Linked DNA regions of Vulpes vulpes: region 2 is linked to region 1. The links are chromatin contacts, called in public Hi-C maps. All regions are on one chromosome and are shown on one strand. Each heading gives the region's core, a stretch centred on a gene start, on an enhancer-like site or on the middle of the called end of the contact. The rest is flanking DNA. Distances are from core to core; before and after follow the strand shown.

Region 1 (2,983 bases), core at 370-2,869:
AAGACAGTGCTAAACCACTGAGCCACCTGAGCTGCCTGACCGGGGCCCATCTTTCTACCAAAATCAGAATTGAATGTGAAGGGGAGGGGTGAAGGCAGCTTTAGTGCTTGTTCCTATTCTGATGTTCTCAAGGGAAGTGTTCTGGCCTTAATTAGGTGCTGTTTGATAAGACTGGAAAGGGAAGAGGTTACAAGATCATGATTTATTTACTTAACGAGGGCAAAAGGGAAGAACAAGGAACTTGAGAAAATTGCAATTTACTGATTGCATGTAGGATTGTAATCTAATTGCCTTCTACTTACACAGTGTCCAACAGCCTTCTCCTAATTTCATCCTTTAATCTAGTTTGGACCATAGAGGTAGTCTGCCAATTGTAGTTAAAAGTCATTTCTGGTGTCTGTTTTCCCTCATCTCCTATCCAGTTACTTTATTCAACCAAGTATTGATTGCCCATTGTATATACTAGCCACTCTTCTGAGTGTTTTGTTACTTTTTTTTTTTTTTTAAGTAAGCTCTACACCAAGGCAGAGGCCCAACTCATTCATGACCTTTCATGAGATGAGGACTTGCATGCCCCACTAAGCCAGACCCGCGCTGCCATACATAGGTATTTCTAAAGCGCTATAGAAACCACATGGGTCTAAAAGTAACTTGTGGAGTTTACATTCTAGTTTTGGCGATAGGGGGGAGCATGGATATACATGGCAATAAGTGCCGAGAGAGATATTATTTTAAAAAGGTATCTCCGGGAGAGCCTAACGTCTCCACCAGGATGCAGGGCAAGGACCTTACCGGTCTTCCCCATTTTGTGTTCCTTGTGTGCCTGGCACATTTAACAGACATTCAGTGTTGAATAAATGTGGGCCATAGAGAAATTAGTTTAAAAATACTGCCCTGGGCGCAATTGACTGAATTTTACGTCACTTCATTGCATTCCTCCCTGAAATACATAAAAAAGGGAAGCTTTTATGAAGCCAGTAATCCCAGGTCAGAATTTTAGAAATTGAATATCCTCCCCGGATCAGGGGATACCCTCAGCTTCCCTTTTGGTATCCTCTGGCTGGGCCCAGTTAATGTGTGGCACCTATCTGGTAGCCTCGATAGCCAGGAGCGTTTGGGTAGTGAACGTTCTAAGTACTGGGAAGCTACGGCTTCCCCGAGGCCTGCTTATTAGCTTCTGCTAGTCCCGTAAGCACGTAATAGATGTTCGTTGAATGCAACGATCAAACGGTAAGATAGCGACCCCACGGCAAGAGGACTTGGGAGAGCGGCCCCGCTTAGGGTCTGGGTGGAAGGGACGATACACTTTCTCTGCGAACTGGCACGAACTCCGGACTGACCGCTTGGCTCAAAACCCGTAAGGGCTCGTAAGCGCCGGAAGGTCTACGCGCAGCTCAGCCTGGAGGAACCGAAGGACGCGTCTTGCGCGTGCGTCGCCATCACCTCGCGCGCCCCGCCCCGCCCCGCCCACCAGCTGCTTCTGGGCTTCTATTGGCTGCCTCGCGGGAGGACCGCCCTCCAGAAGATGACGGGAAAAATCCCAGTAGCCCGTCCTAAAGACCGTAACTAGCCTGACGTCATTCCGCAGCCAATCACAGGCAGCGGTTTTCAGGCTTGCCCAATGAGGTCGGGCACGGGGTTGGCCCGCGGAGTTTGATTTTCGTCCAGGAACGCGGAAGCTGGCGTCAGTCCTGGGGGCCAGCGGCAGGGTGGGTGGGAAGCGCGAGTTGGGGGCCGCGCCCGCTGCGGAAGCCCCCGGGTTGAGTGAGGGGGCTCCAGTGCCCGGCCCCTGGTCGGTGGGGGCGTCGTTACCGTCTGTGGGCTGCAAACAGGCGCGTGGGCAGACACGGGCTGACGTCCGGAGGCTCCTGTGCCGGACGAGCGCACTACCAGCTTCGTAGACTGCGGACTCGAGGCAGCTTGATGTTCCGGTGGTTGGCTGCAGGCTCGACTTCGGAGGAGGGTGAGCAAGGCGATCACGCTGGGTTAGGAGAGACCCTGAGGAGGCTTGCGGCCCAAGCGAGTGGCACGGCGGGGCGCTAGTCTCGGCCTCTTACTCACTAGTTGGTGACTAAGCACATCGTATATCTGGGGTTCATATTCCTTATCTCGTAAACGAACGAGGAGGATGGATGGTGCCCCGATCGTGTGAGAGGAAGAGCTGCTGTTCACTTGTTAGAAGCCTTGAGCCGGCCCTCTGCCTCCTTTTCTTTCAAGGCTGAGCCGAACTCCCTCGCCACAGCCCAGAGCTTTCAGGAGAGCGGGGACCTCGCGGTCGCAACTAACCTAAAAGGCTTTCCTGCCAACTGCCCATCTCTTGTTGGTTGAGATTCATTAATGAAGGCTTAAACATCCTATGAACTTTTAATGCAATTTAACTGGTGAATTGAAGTTTCCCTTACCAGCCCTTCCCCCTCATCTTTGACTTCCTTCAAAATACTACTGGCCAAAAGAAATTAGTTGATGGTGTAATGTGGAACGAAGGGATTCCTCCAGGTTACTTAATACAGTTTTGTGGCAGTCATTTTATGCTTTTGTTGAGAGTAATATTTTCTGAATTATTTTTCCTGAAGGTACCAAGACACTGAGAATGTTTCCCTGAATTCGCTTATGTATTTGTTTCATCAATGTCACTCATATGGAATATCTTAAGAGAAATGCTGGAATATTTTGGTGTTCCCATAGATCAGGTAAATGTCTTTTAATGGATTTGAATCAACCTATTGTATTTGTTGTTGGGTCTTATTTGGAAAATGATCTATATGTAAACATTTAAGGTGAGGTTGTTCCTCCTTTTGGGTATAACAAAGGGTGAGTTTGCAATAGAATACCTTTGGTAGTTTGAGCTAAAAAAAGGATAAGATTAGGAGCACCTGCTGGCTCAGTTGGTAGAGCATGCGACTCTTGCTTGACCTCTGGCTTGTGAGTCCCAGCCCCATGTTGGAGGTAGAGTTTACTTAAAAAAAAAAAAAAGGTAAGATTA
Region 2 (2,926 bases), core at 420-2,919, 610 kb after region 1:
TACTTTGAGACTATAATGTTCCTTTTAAGATTCTTACCCTCTAGTCTTAGCATATGTTGATGATGTTTGGCTGAATCCATTTTTACTACAATAGTTGCCAAATGGTGATATTTCTACCTCTATCATTCCTTCTACATTTATTAGTTGCCAATGTAACATAAGGAAGAACGTTTATGCCCATTTAAAAATACCCATGTATTTATTTCAGTATAGACTCAAGTATTCCTATTTTATTTAGCAGATCATAATCTATTAACATTATGATAATTGTGTTCAAATTGACCCAGATGGGGCCAATGGAGGCTCCTTCAAGCTGGCTTCTCTTTCCCTTTCATATCTTCCACCAGTCTGTAAAAACTTCTTTAATTTCTGGTACAAGATTTTTCAGGCTCATGTTGTACGTCCCCTGCTCCTCTTCTGAATCAATCATTTCCCCAAGAGGGTCTAGTTTCTTTTAGTAGAAAATGGTGTTTAGAAACCAAGATCTAGGAACTACATGCTCATTGCTCCTTACATCTCTTTAACAGGGCTCTAGGGGGGAAAAAGTAGATGGATTCCAAGTATGGACAAGGTTTGGGTCTGATATGGAAGTGTAAGAGTTTACAAGGAGAGATTTTTCATGGGGCACCTGCATGACTCAGTGGCTGAGTGTCTGACTTTGGCTCAGGTCCTGATACCGGGGTCCTGGGATTGAGTCCTACATCGGGATCCCCGCTGGGAGCCTACTTTTACCTCTGCCTATGTTTCTGCCTCTATCATGAATAAACAAACAAAATCTTTTAAAAAAATGATTTTTTTCAGAGAAAGGAAACAATATGTACAAGAATAGGGACATGAGAGGGTATGGATTCTTTTGCATGTTTCACGTAATTCAATATTGCTGAAGAATGGCACTGAAAGGAGGCAATGAAAGAAGAAACTAGTCAGGTAGATGGAAGTGTCTTACATCCTAGGCAAAGTAACTACATTTTCTCTTACAGCTAATCCTTTGAAGAATTTTCAGGACAGTGGCATTATCAGATCCACACTTTTAGCGAGATCATTCTGGTAGCAGTATGGAGGATGGCATTTGGGAATCAAAACTGGAATCAGGGGACTGGTAAAGAGGCCATCTCACAATAGAAGTGATGAAGGCTGGCATGAGGCAGCTGGAGTCAAGACGGCTAAGTGTTAAGATGGGAGGTGTTAAAAGAGTAGAATGGATATAATTTGGTGTAAGAGGCATTTAGGATGCTCTGCAGGGATTCTGAACAGTGGGAGGATGCTGGTGGCTTGATCGAAACAGCGATCCAGAAAGAACAGTAGGTTTCAGGTGGGAAGTCGAACAGAACAACTCGGTTTAAGATGCACTGGATTGGTAATATTTGTCACCCAATTTTCACAGGATTTGGAGAAACAAAATGGAACATGTTTTGTAGCGCGGCGATGCTAATATAAACAGAAAAGCTGGCCCCTGAAGAAACATGCACAACACTCTCACTTCACAGACTAAGCAACAGGTCATAGTGCCGGGCACAACTGCAACCGCAGGAGATTCCGGAGCTGGGCAAGGACCCGTAGTATTTTTCCATCCTCGGTGACTCAGAGCTAAAAATGGCGCCTGCGGCAGAAAACAGAAGGTGGGAGGGGGCACCGGGTACAGAAAAGATGCGGGTTTTCTTTCCGTTCTGCTCCCAACACGTAGCGCAGCAACGGCGCCACAGCATTACCGGCCGCCCCCGCAGGGCTGGCCCGCAGTAAGACCACGCTCCGCGCCTAAAGGGAGCTGCACCTCGGGGCGGGGACGCGCCGGCCGCTGGGCCTGGTTCGTGCTGCTCGGCCTGGGCGGGCGCCCCTCTCGCTCGGCGCCGGCTGCGGTTCTGAGAGACTGAACGCTTTCTCCGAGGTGACGACCAGATGGGCTCGGACCCTACTACGCATTCGCAGGGCTCCTTCGCGCTCAGGGACGGGAGTCCGGCGTCGGAGGGCCACGGCCTCGCGCTGTCTACGCGGGCACGAGGAGGCCCGCGGGCGGGCGCGCGCATCAGCTCCGCAGGCGCCGGGCGCAGGAGCTCGGGGCGGCGGCGCAGGCGGGGCGGGGGCGGGGCCGCGGCCGGCGGGAGGGCGGGCCGCTTCGGTTGCCACGGGGACGGCGGCGTAGGCAGGTGCTGACGTCAGCGGGCGCTGCCCGCACTGCGGCACCAGGCCGGCTCTCAGAGCCCTAGCGGCTGGCGGGTGGGCGGCTGCGCGAGTGCCTGGCGTCCGCCCCGCCCGGCGTGGGGAGCCGCTTCGCGCAGTCGCAGCGTTGGCGCCGGCGGGACGGGCTGTCGGCCGCTCTGGGCTCCGTTGTCCGTGAGTACGCCGCAGGCCCGCGGGTAGCGGACCCGGGCCTGGCGCCTGGCCTGCCCGGCCCTGTGGAGGGCGGTGGCTCGGGGGAGGGGGAGCGCTGCTTGGCGCGCCGGGGGCCGGGGCGGGGCCGCCGAGGGCCGCGGAGCCCTGCGGTGTAGCTTCCAGAGAGCACCGCCGAGTTGGTTCCCGCGCCTTTCCCGGGGCTGCGGCCGCCTTAGTGCTCGGCGCGGCGTCCACACCCCCCGCGGAGGGATGCGGTCTTTGCCCCGCCCACTCCGGGTTCTGGCTTTAGAGCCTTTAAGTCGGATACGCACTAACTCCGTTTATTTCCTTTTAGGGTGTCAACCTGGTGCTGAATTTCGAATCTGTGAAATGCCTTCTTAATTACATCCGAGAAAAGGTGATCAGTGTGCTACATTTATCAGGGTCGCATACAGATAGAAAAAATTACCCTGTTTAGAACCGCTACCGGTGGTCGTGCTGTATTCCAGCATCTCTGTGAAATCATAGACTCACTGGAGTATATGGCTTTTACTTTTTTGAGAAAAGGATGCTAACATTTTTTTCACCTGTTGCATTAACTTGCTTGGACTTCCTG

What was found. Hi-C and Micro-C count contacts between places; a contact is called where the count stands out from the background.
Region 2: a Hi-C map of skeletal muscle shows a contact between it and region 1, with 4 times the contacts expected there. The contact joins the promoter of AHI1 here to the promoter of MTFR2 in region 1. A contact is called at or near these places in 2 of 3 Hi-C or Micro-C datasets (both in skeletal muscle).

What each region holds. Positions count from the first base shown.
Region 1 is chr1:92,813,037-92,816,019 of VulVul3, forward strand. MTFR2 (mitochondrial fission regulator 2) reads left to right here and starts at 1,620. Exons shown (of 7, transcript XM_025997879.2): 1 at 1,620-1,963; 2 at 2,574-2,690. The coding sequence starts at 2,628.
Region 2 is chr1:93,427,053-93,429,978 of VulVul3, forward strand. AHI1 (Abelson helper integration site 1) reads left to right here and starts at 1,670. Exons shown (of 27, transcript XM_025997872.2): 1 at 1,670-1,885; 2 at 2,666-2,728.